Linked DNA regions of Sus scrofa: region 1 is linked to region 2. Evidence: chromatin contacts called from public Hi-C data. All regions are on one chromosome and are shown on one strand. Each heading gives the region's core, a stretch centred on a gene start, on an enhancer-like site or on the middle of the called end of the contact. The rest is flanking DNA. Distances are from core to core; before and after follow the strand shown. Region 1 has its middle 14 kb from the start of CPOX. Region 2 overlaps DCBLD2 (discoidin, CUB and LCCL domain-containing protein 2).

Region 1 (6,162 bases), core at 1,546-4,045, 170 kb before region 2:
GCAAAACGTGCAGGTCCCCTCTGCCAGATCAGTTACTACTTGCATTCAGCCAAACCTTATATATCATGCACGTACCTAGTCATTGCATTTCTTAGAAACATATGTTTCTAAGTCTCTGAAACATGCAAAGTGTAAATAGATAAAACAGCTCTTCTCTCTATTAAGATTGCAGAATCATGGGATATTGTCTTGGATTGCTTATAGCCAGAAAAAACTTAATCCAATGGTTTTCAAATTTGTTTTAGTATCAGACCACTTCAAATGAAATCCTGTGAAGAAGTTCAATTAATATGTGAAGAGAAAGTGGAGCAATTTTGACTGAAGAGGTTTTCAGGCTGGTCAATGCCTCCCCTGTTTGTCACACCTCCAACACTTATGATGTAAACTAATTTTTCCACTGCCTAGGACTTAGAGGAGCAAAATCTGAAAATTACGATTCAACAAATTCTTCCATTTTACAGAGGACAAAAAAAAATGAGTCCTAGAGAATTAGTAATAATTTGAATAGAGTGTAAAAGCAATAGGGGGAAGCATAGAAATAAAATTGAATGTTATTCTTCAAATGCATGGTAGAGAATAGAGTTTGGAAAGCATTTTCTTAATGGTTTCTTCAGAGTTGGATCAGTGTGTCAAGAACAAGACAAATTGGAATGTGAGGGGTGAGAGGTAGGTTTAATTTAGATCCAGAGAAGGGTTCCCAATAGAAAGAGAGGCAAACTTTGGAACTTTGGAATCTCTGGCCCAGAACTTGTTCAAAGTAGCAAAGCTACACTGGATAAAATATGGTCTTTTGAATAAATAGTGCTGGGTCAATATATTAATTTTCTGTATCTGCCAAAACAAATAACCAATAAACTTAGTGGCTTAAAATAATTGTATTACCTTACAATTTTTTAGGTCAGAAGTCCAACACAGGCCTCGCTGTTATGAAATCAAAATATTAGCAGGGCTGTGTTCTTTTCTTGAGGTTCTAGAAGAAGAAAATCTGTTTCCTTGCCATTTTCAGATTCCTGAAACCACCCACATTCCCCAGTCTGCATCAGATTTTGGCTCCTTCCATCATCTTCAAAGCCAGCAATATTCTATCTCCCTGACTATAATTCCCTAATTAAGTCTCCTTTTGGCCACAGCTTGGAAAGATTCTATATTAGGGTTCCATCTGGTTGGGCTGGGCCCACTCAGACATACCAGGATAAACTGTTCATCTCAGAGTCACATCTGTATAGTTCCCTTTGCCATGGAGGCTAACATATTATGAGGTTCCAGGGACTAAGACAAGGATATTTTTGCAGGGCCATTGTTCTCCCAACATAGCCAACTAGATACCCTATGAAACAAGTAAGAAATTTTCCCTTACCACTCACCACACACAGAATCAATTCCAGATGGGCTACAACTCTCAATACCAGAGTTTAAAAATTAAGTTTTTGGAAGAGAATATAGAAGAACATCTTTCTGATTTTGGGGTAGTGAAGGGTTTCATGACCAAGACACAAAAAATACTTAAGATTGAGAAATTTATCTAAATGAAAATCAAGAACTTCTTTTAATCAAAAGAGCCTAGACAAATACCATATGATATCCCTTATATTTGGAATCTAATATATGGCACAAATGAACCTTTCCATGGAAAAGAAAATCATGGACTTGGAGAATAGACTTGTGGTTGCAAGGGGGAGGGGGAGGGAGTGGGATGGATTGGGTGCTTGGAGTTAACTATTGCTTTTGGAATGGATTAGCAATGAGATCCTGCTGTATAGCACTGAAAACTATGTCTAGTCACTTGCTAATGGGAGAAAAAAGAATGTATACATGTATGTGTAACTGGGTCACCATGATGTACAGTAGAAAAAAAATGTATTGGGGAAATAACAATAAAAAAATAAATAAATAAGAGTAAAATGCAAGCCACAGAGAGGGAGAAGATATGTAGAACATGCATAGTCAATGAAGGGCTGTGTCAAAGTTTGGATTCCCCCGAAGCAGAGCCTAAGGAAAAGGCTTGGCTAGAGGAGCTTGTATGTGTGTTATGCTTCGCAGTAAAACAAGTTAACCACAACAAAGTCTTATTGTAATAGCTAATATTTATTCAATGTTTTCTATGGGCATTGCTCTGTTCTAAGCATTTCATGTAAAGCAACTCAGTTAAAGCTTGAAACATGCCCAAGAAGTAAGTACCTTTATAACCCCCACTGGGGAGGAAGCTGAGTTACAGTGTAGTTAATGTCCTGAAGCTACTAGGTGTGGTTTGTTATGGCAGGAATTGTCTGTTTTGTTTACTGCTCCATTCCCAGGGCCTAGAAGAGTGCCTCAATTAAATAAAGTGGCAAAACAGGATTCAAACCCATGCTGCCTTTTGTAAAGCATACATTCTTAACAATACAGCTCATAATGTTATTCATTTAAAGTCTCCTATTCTGGTCCAGTTTGTGAGAATGAAGATAATAAAAGTATAGGAAAATAATTTTTTTTTAATTTTAAAAATACATTTTTATTTTAAAAAATAAAAATAAATTATAAAATGTTATCCATTAATCTAGATTTCTTAGAGGAAAAGGGCATGGGAAAAAAACAAAGGCCTGAGGAATGTTTTAAAATACTTTTTGTCCCTACAAGTTTTGTTTAAGATCATATTCCCATCATTCCAGCCAGCATTTTAGCTTTTGCCAATGAACTTCACAGATCACAGACACCCACTTTCATAACTCTTCTCCCAACACCTGAGACTAATCCCTGCATGACCCTCTCCCAGCTGAAACACATGTTCATGTTGGCTCTTAGTTCAGCAGTCCTGTTTCTAGCCACTGAATCATATAATGCTGAAATCCAAAACCAAACACATGTTCCTCTAAGAAACAGCCAAGGCTTTCACACTAAATACCAAGCATTTTTCCCCAGCAGTCCAGGAGTTCTAGCACTTTAAGATGCAAACCAAGAATTGTCCAGACCACAGATCATTGTTTAGAAGTTTTGGGTTGCTATTCTTAGTGGTGGTGGTGGTGATGTGTGTGTGTGTGTGTGTGTGTGTGTGTGTGTGTGTGTGTGTGTGTGTGTTTGAAACCAGTGTTGAAAAGTTCATGCAATTGTCTGCTCTTATTTTAAGAAGAACAATTTCATATAATCGAATCTCTTTTAGAGATCATAATTTCCCTTCTGTTGGATGATGGCCAGGCTGTTTTGGTGGGCAAGGGGAATATACAAAAGTAGGATTCTTTTTTTTTTTTTTTCATTGAAACATGCATTTAAGTGAACCACAACAAACCAACATTTGTCAATTAAAGCTATGGTAATGGCTTTTACAGTGACTTGAGATACAAGTTTTCTACACTTGTGATTATGTCTCCAGAGAAACGATGTAGTCTAAAGCGGATGCAGTCTAGCGTACTAATGTATTCTTATTGCTTGTGCATTTTATTTTCTGTGAAATATATTTGTTTATATATCCATTATCATATGAAGTCACAATGCATGTTTATTACTATTTCCTTGAGTCTATTAAAGTAAACGATTATTATTTTCCTTAGAGTTCATATATAAAAACTGTATTTATTTTGAAGGCTATAATTTCATATACTATTACTAGAATTATATGTAATAAAGTTCCAGCCTATAGGGAACAATTTAGAAATAATAGGTATATCTGAAGAATTAGAGAAGAAATTTCATATATCATACTGTACCCAGAATTATTTGGTGTGATATATTATTTTATAATATGTTGATATTATAAAATATGAAATTCTATATTTTGTATACTATATTTTCATTTTTTCAATATGAGCCCATAAGTATTACTAAATGTATTTTAAATATTTGTATCCTTATAGGTCTTTTCATAGTCTTACATAAATAAATCAGAAAAAAAAGCATTTATATGAATCCAGTGGGATGAATGACACATTAGAAAAAGCCTGGATTTTTGGAGTCAAACGGAGAGGAGTTCAAAATTCACTTTGCTGCTAATTAGCTGTATGACTGTAGGTATGTGACTTAACCTCTCTTAGATCTTGCTTTTCCCATAGCTAAGAACCTTGTTTTGCAGGGTTGTTGTAAAGGATTTTTATCCATCCATTTCATCAACATTTAAGCATTTCTAAATCCTATTACTTTATAACATAAATATTGAAATAAATGAAACTATCCTTCATTCAGTTATGCAATAGTTCACCAATATCTGAAAATGTAGCACCAGAATTAAATACAAATATAACAAAAATGTTAAACAAAAAGCTCCCAAGTCTTTGTTTACCTTTCTTACCATATAGCACAAATCAGCTACTTTGGGAAGTGTTAGATGTGTGTTGAATGGTGGACCCTGAGAACAGAGTCATTGCAGTTACAAGAGAACTAGTTATTTCCTGTGATCTGGTCATGAAAATGGCTTACTGAAAACTGAACTGCAGCCATGGGGCTTCAGAAGAGGCCCACCTCCACTATCTTTCACCACACCAAAAAGGTCTGGTTGGACCCAAAGTTGACCAGTGAAATCACCATTGTCAACTCCCAGCAGTAGGTTTGGAAGCTGATCTAAAATGGGTCGATCATCTGGAAGTCTGTGACTGTCTATTCTCAGGCTGAAGGCTGGGAAAACACCTTGGCCTGTCTTGAGGGCAAGCATGGGGACATAGCGTGCAAAATGTACTATCCACACTCAATGTTGCTGAGAAGGTAGCCTGGATGAGAATTCTGCCATGGCTGCTCAGTAGATACCATGAATATAAGACCACTGCTGAATATACAACAGCCTGAATGTGAAACAAACAACCCCAAAACAGACAAGCCCAGCAAGAAGCTGCTGGCAGACCAGACCGAGACCTGCAGGTCTAAAATCAAGGGAGCACCTTGAGGAGCAACTCCAGGCCAAGCAAGAGGAGATTCTGAGGAATGAGACCAAGAGCTAAAATTCCTTATCTCTTCTCTGTACATAGTGGCCTCTGCAATTGTATAGATCCAACATCCAATAGAACAGGTCTTTATCTGTCTGAGGGCAAAACAGTGAATAGAATTTATTTTGCCTTCAGCTCTTTGGTCATACTGCACTTTCAACCAATTAAAAACATAAGTCTTTTTTATATGAACTGCTGTTCAATAGGATCTTCCTCGGTTTATGAGTTATCAATTCACTGAACTGAAATATAGAATTTTATACTCATCTTTAGTTATGTTTCATTATGTTAGCTTCAGTCAATTGGGTTTAACCAGATGAGTTCTCTTGGCCTTTGGTATGTCATCATGTATGTCCAGATTTATGATTTTTGTAAGTTTGATTAGAGCATAAAATTCTGTTCATCCAAATTGTTGACTTCAGAAAGATAAATTGGAAAGAAGATAAAGTGGAGTTTAATGCCTTGTAACATGTCACCAAGCCTTGTGCTACGTTGTTCCCAATCCAATAAAATCTACCTTTGATTTTCAGATGCCAATTGGTGTAAATATACATATTATCACCTAGTGCAATCTGAACTTTCTCCACCAAGATATAAAACTCTTCAGTTGTATTTTGGCATTTCTCTCCAATATTCTTTAAACATTGCCAATACTACTTCCTAAGTCATTTCCAGAGGACATTATTCCAATCAAAGAATAAAATTCACCTAGATCTGGACATGACCCCTGATTTAAATTACCTAGGTACACTTTGATTTCTTAACAGTCTATTTGGATTTGCCTCTGCTTCCTACTTCCCTGCTACTACTATTAACATTTGAGATTTTGTTTGTTTGTTTGTTTGTTTTTGTCTTTTGTCTTTTGTTGTTGTTGTTGCTATTTCTTGGGCTGCTCCTGCGGCATATGGAGGTTCCCAGGCTAGGGGTTGAATCGGAGATGTAGCCACCGGCCTACGCCAGAGCCACAGCAACGCGGGATCTGAGCTGCGTCTGCAACCTACACCACAGCTCATGGCAACGCCGGATCGTTAACCCACTGAGCAAGGGCAGGGACCGAACCCGCAACCTCATGGTTCTTAGTCGGATTCGTTAACCACTGCGCCACGACGGGAACTCCTGAGATTTTTGTTTGACATGTCTTTCTCTTTGATATAACATTTTAGTTGCTCTGCTTTCTCTCTGTCCTTGTCTAACATTGCACTTTTTGTCCCATTAGTATGTGTTTCTTTCTCAACTTTGTTCTTTTTTGTCAAAAACATCTCCATCTCCTAACCCT
Region 2 (6,080 bases), core at 631-3,130:
GCCCTAAGTTTTTAGAAATTAATATCCCAAATTTATGGATAGAATATCTAAAACACAAATGACTCTTGATGAGCTTTTAAAAAGTGGTTCTACCTTTGGAAAACTAGCTCATCATGAAAAAGATGAAAGATACTGTTAAATCCCAAAGCACTTATAGCAAGTATAGCATTTTCCTCCCTCCACCCGTGGCTCCAGAGCTGCCACTCATTACCTGCAGAGTCCGTCTGCAGCACTGTGGTGACTTCCCTTGGACTCAAGTGATTCACTTCACTACTGCTGTAGCGGACTGGGGTTTCCTCATGCTCCACTGATCTGGCAGGGAGAAACTGCTTCATTCCTTTCCACCAGCCTTCATTGTGATCATAAGCAAAAGAGAATTAATGAAAAGCTATGTCTGAAACAGCAATAGTATATGAAGGGAGAAATCTGGTTGTGTTTAAGCCATTTCTATAACAAATGTCTACACAAACTAGCCTTTATGTTCAAGCTTTTTTTTTTTTATTGTGGTAAAATACACCTGATATAAAATCTATCTTAACCATTTATGAGCAAATAGTTCAGTGATATCAACTATATTAATACTGTTGTGCAGGCATCACCAACATCCATCTCATAACTCTCTTCTTCTTGTAGAACTAAAATCCATACCTAGTACTCCTGATTCTCTTTTTTGCCAGCCCCTGGAACTCACCATTCTACTTTCTGTGTTTATAATTTTGAATACTCTGGAGTTCCTGTCCTGGCACAGTGAAAATGAATCTGACTAGGAACGATAAGGTTGGGGGTTCGATCCCTGGCCTTGTTCAGTGGGTTAAAGATCCGGCATTGCTGTGAGCTGTGGTATAGGTCGCAGACATGGCTTGGATCTGGTGTTCCTGTGTTGTGGCCTAGGCAGGCAGTGAGCTCCAATTCGACCCCTAGCCTGGGAACCTCCATATGCTGTGGGTACGGGGTGAAAAAGCAAAAAAAAAAAAAAAAAAATTGAGTATTCTAAGTACCTCGTACTAATGGAATCATATAATATTCTTCTTTTTGTGACTGGCTTATTTATTTCACTTAGCATGTGCTTAAGGTACATCCACACTGTGGTATACTGCAGAATTCCCTTCTTTTTTAAGGCTTGATATTCCATTTTATGTATATCCCACACTTTGCTTATCTATTCAGTAGCTGACGGACACTTAGGTTGCTTCCATTTTTCAACTATTGTGAATAATGTGGCTATGAACATGGGTATAAAAATATCTCTGTTTCAATTCTTTTGGGTCTATACCTAGAAGTGGAATTGCTGGATCATATGGCAATTCTATTTTCAATTTTTTGAGGAGTCACCAAAAAATTCTGTTTCCCACAGAAGCTGTACTATTTTACATTCCCACCAACAGTGCACAAGGGTTAAATTTCCCCACATCCTTGCCGACGCTTGCTGTTTTCTGCTTTTTCCTGTTTTCTTTTGTTTCCTTCTTTCCAGTAACTTTGGGTTTAATTTGTTCTTTTTCTAGTTCCTTAAGTTGTTCAAGTCTGTATTTTGCTTTGATAGAATATCCAGTTCAAAGCAGAACACAATAGAAATCTCTATCAAAAGTGTATACTAGGGCAAATCACTACTACTATAGTATAGCCAGATTCAGTCTGTTACAGCAGTGGTTTTTAATAAATTTAATTACGTTCAAAAATTCTTCCCAAGATCAACTCTGGGATGGTCTGTCCCCACCACAGCTCTTTTCAACCTTAGTCACAGTGGACTGGCTCCTATTAGTCACTCTGGGAGTGAGAAGTGGGAAGGATAAGACCTGGAGAAGGCCCCCAGTGTAACCTGTGGCAACCTGCCACCTACCACAGAGTAGAAATTCATAAGATATAACTCATGGAAGATTTCACTGACTCGTAAACTGCTGGACTCCACGTGGTAAATATCCACAGCAGAGTGACACACACACACTGTGTCACTGGGACCGCAATCCTCTGCTTCTTACCCAGTGTTCACGTTCACCACACAGAAACCTGGTCTCAAGCTAGACACATGCATGAGGCAAACCAGACAAATTCTCCAGAAGAAAAAGAACAGAATATGTGTTATGGGAAATTCTTATGTTTCATTTCATTACTTATCAGCTAGAAGAGAATTTAGAGAAAAGTAAAAACAATCAGAAGAAGAATGCCCTTTTTCTAATAGTACTGGGGAGTTCACGTGGGCCTGCAAAGGACACTCCTCTGTCACTACTGCCACCTGGAGGGCAGGGGCTTCCCTCTGATGGAAAGAGATGCAAAGCCATGCATGAAGTACCTGCTCGGTCCCAATAAGGTAAGTCATATGTGCCTTCAGTTTTTTTCTTCCTGGAAAAATACAAGAAAAAAAAATAGCAAATAGAATGAATTCACTAGCAAGAAAACTCTGAAACTGCAGGATAAACACCAAAGTTAATAATTAGTCAAGAGTACACATTTCTACTTGTTGATCTACCTGGGGGGGTTTCATTTTCATTTGACTTTTAAAGTTGCCACTGCTGAAGTTCATAAATTCTGGACTCTCAATAAATATTAAACAACTATCTCCTGAGATATCTTATTAGCCAACTATTTGCCACAAAAAAATGGATAAAGGAATTTAAAAAAAGACTAAGTGTGCAGATTAAAAGGCTGAACCAAATCAAGGCCCAACCCTGACATGTGGGTTACTATGGGGAAATCATGTTAGATTTTAGTTTCAAATATGAATTTCACAAATTAGTTGATTCACAAAGTTCACAGAAAAAGCCCTACATTTTCTTCTACATTGTTATTAACATGTTGGTTTTTTCTACAGTCCTTTGCCCCAGAGAAGTTTAAAGTATCACATAATACGGTAATTGCATAATCTTGATTCCTCCATCCTGTACAGGGTAAGCCAACGCTCTCACTAATAATGAGAACAGGATTTTCCATGCCTGGCGGCCAAGGGCCACATGCGCAGTAACAAAGGTTCTCCCCACCTCCTCCTCAGAATTCCAACATATCCTCCCCTGGAGAAACCTTTACCCCTTCCTAACATTAATTGCTATCTACCAAAAGCCTTTTACAAAGAAAAAACTAAGCACACAAAAGGACATTTTCTGATGCTGGCATGTAAAACCAATGAAAATAATGCCCTGCGAGCTAAAGATAAAGAAGCTGATCTATTGTTATCAATGAGGATAAGACAGTTAGGTGATTTGATCAAGATTGCAAATGTGGCTTTCTCAAAGAGCGTGAGCTATGTGCATTTCCTACTTGGAAGCATTCTTTTCCAGTGTAAGACTATGTTTTTATTATCGATACAAAAAGCTGTCTCGTTTTAAAAATACACTACTTCATTATTTCGAAGTAAGGTATAATGTAAAATTCGTGGAAAAGACAGTAGGTCCTGAAGCTATCCAGGGACTGCATTATAAAGAATTTCATATGCTCCATCTCAGTGTCAAAGCTTTATTTTAGGTTATTCATTACATGTGAAGTACTTAGAACCATGCCTGGGATGGGTCAGGGATTCAACATATGCAGCTGTTTTATTATTACTTTTCTCCTATTTTCCACGGCCCCTTAATGGTACTTCTTTTATTCCTTGTCACAAAGCCACATATCAGCAATTTCATCTACTGTGTTCTTACAAGTAACTTCATGCCTGCAGCTCAGACCTTCTGTCCTTAATAGGCTCATATTCCACGTGCCTCTCAGGAGTCTGAATGTCCACAGGGTCCTTTGAACACTCTCCCAAACTCGTCTCAGGTTGTGCCTCCTGCCTCCCTATCAAAGCTCTACTCCCAGTCCTCACCTCCACACCCCTGGGCTTTACCCACAGAGGATTGGACTTGATCAACAGATGGGTCAGAGGTAGCAGTAGCAGCCTCTGGGTTAAGGGCACAGCTTCTGATGCCTGCACCAAATCTCCACTCTGTGCTGACCAGGGGACCTCAGAAAAGTTACTTATGCTCTCTTGGTCTCACTTTCTTCTATAAAATGGAATTTATAACAATACCTGCTTCACAGGTTGTTTTGAGAAAGAAATGAGTTAAAACATGTAAGGTATTTAGAATAATGTGTAAAATAAGCATTTAATTTTACCCTTTATAAAAATTTGCTGCTGCTGCTATTCTCATCACTATTATTGTGGCTGTCCAGTTACTTGCAAGCATGGTGACCCTTCTTTCCTGGACTCTCCTAGAACCCTTTCCCCCTGCCCCTCCCTCCTGCTCTCAAACTAAGTTTCTGGTTCTGCACAGACAGCATCCCCAGCACCAGAACCCAGGCTCAACGCACTCCTCCAGCTTTTTCCCTCCCCTGGAACATACTGTTAGGATGTGGTTTCTTTTTTTTCCCTTTCTTGTTTTTTTTTTTTTTTTTTTTTTTTTTTTTTTTTTTTGTCTTTTTGTCTTTTTGTCTTTTCTAGGGCTGCACCTGCAGCATATGGAGGTTCCCAGGCTAGGGGTCTAATCGGAGCCGTAGCTGCCGGCCTATACCAGAGCCACAGCAATGCCAGCTCCAAGCCACGTCTGTGACCTACACCACAGGTCATGGCAACGCCGGATCCTTAACCCACTGAGCGAGGCCAGGGATCGAAGCCACAACCTCATGGTTCCTAGTCTGATTCGTTAACCACTGAACCATGACAGGAACTCCCTAAGACGTGGTTTCTTTTGAGTTGTGATTCCTACTCATCTTGTGTGAAACTTACAGGATTTAAGCGATGTTAAGACATGTTACATAGTTCAAAATAGAGTCTCAGTGGCGCATGCAAACTTCCCTATGAATTGTTTTGAAACACCTGCTATAGGACTGCCAGTGACTTAAGTGATAAACTCAGAATATTACTTAGATAAGAAGTCCGATGGGCCATATGCGTCAAGGGAACAGACAGAGCAATTGAGCAACTGAGACAGAGCAACTGAGACAGAGCAGTTGAGACTCCTCCCCTGGGTAACAGTTACTCCTTAAAAGGAGGCCACTGAGCCAAGTGACCTGAGCACTTTTTTCTGGAGGCTGGTACTTTTGGGGCTGAGAGCTGTTCCAGATGGATGCTGCTGGAGGACCTTTGGAGATAAGAGGGACTTCCCACTCAACATGTATAACAGGACCCATGGCTGGACAGAGAACTACTGCTGGTGCTGAAACGCTTCCTTCTAGGCATCTCCTAGGGGTGGTCTGTCACCCACTTTCCCTACTTTGATTAACCTGTGCTGTGTGCTAATTATGAGTAATAAGCTGAGTGAGTCATGAATTGAATATTGGCTACTGTTTTACCTATCTACAATCCCGTGATTCCTACCTGCTGGGCCCTGGAGCAAACAGGTTCCATGGTGGATGGTCCACAGACTTTGGGGTTCACCACTGGACACCCAGCACATGGCTCAATACTTACTTGGCAGGGAGTAGGAGTTCAAATATTTGTTGAATGGCTAAAAATTAAGTCCCTCCAAACTGCCAGTCACCAGACCTGACCCTCCTTCTCTCAACTCCTGACATCTTTACTGGTCTAATTGCACAAGCCAGAAACTTCAGAAAACCCTAGAACCTCCTCCTTTCTGAACAAATAGCCAGTCACATGCCCCTAACCGACCCAGTGGGAAACCTCACCCCATCCCTCTCTCCCTTCCGTATAACTGCTGTTATGTTGCTGCATGGCCTTAGTAGTTTCCTAACTCATCTTGATGCCTCTTCTAGTCTTTCACTCCTCTTCAATCTAGCCACTCAAACTCCTGCCATTCCTCCTACAATCATCTGATAATATCACCTGTCTGCTGGATACTGCTCAGTGATTTCCCCATCTATAGACTGAAATCTACATTTCTGTCTCCAGAAAGCCCTTCCTGGTCCAGGCACATGCTGCATCTCGATGATTCTCTCTCAGTGCTCCCCCATGCCAGTGAGATGACTCATGATTCTGCCTACAGTCCATATCCCTGTACCTTCATCCAAGCTATCCCCTCAGACTAGACCATCCTCCCTTCCTCTAGCCAAATCCAACTCCTCCTTTAAGGCAAAACATGCCAAATTTGAGGATTACACTCTCCTGAAAAGAAGTTTTCAGCTAACTCGCATGGTACTTGCATCTGTGTCCCTAGCAC

Evidence for each region. Hi-C and Micro-C count contacts between places; a contact is called where the count stands out from the background.
Region 1: a Hi-C map of embryonic fibroblasts shows a contact between it and region 2, with 7 times the contacts expected there. The contact joins two enhancer-like sites. A contact is called at or near these places in 28 of 47 Hi-C or Micro-C datasets (adipocytes, alveolar macrophages, blood and 15 more) and 2 of 2 datasets of contacts at active chromatin or transcription factors (alveolar macrophages and skeletal muscle).

What each region holds. Positions count from the first base shown.
Region 1 is chr13:160,315,549-160,321,710 of Sscrofa11.1, reverse strand. No RefSeq gene overlaps it. Among named protein-coding and RNA genes, the nearest start is that of CPOX, 14 kb to the left of the region's middle. Within about 2 kb of position 2,795, at least 6 of the 83 cell types and tissues checked have an H3K27ac peak or open chromatin away from gene starts, as enhancers often do. A contact at or near this core is called in embryonic fibroblasts, where this site is marked.
Region 2 is chr13:160,149,126-160,155,205 of Sscrofa11.1, reverse strand. It overlaps DCBLD2 (discoidin, CUB and LCCL domain-containing protein 2), which reads right to left. Exons shown (of 16, transcript XM_021070662.1): 14 at 2,288-2,337; 15 at 212-349. Among named protein-coding and RNA genes, the nearest start is that of ST3GAL6, 73 kb to the left of the region's middle. Within about 2 kb of position 1,880, at least 20 of the 83 cell types and tissues checked have an H3K27ac peak or open chromatin away from gene starts, as enhancers often do. A contact at or near this core is called in embryonic fibroblasts, where this site is marked.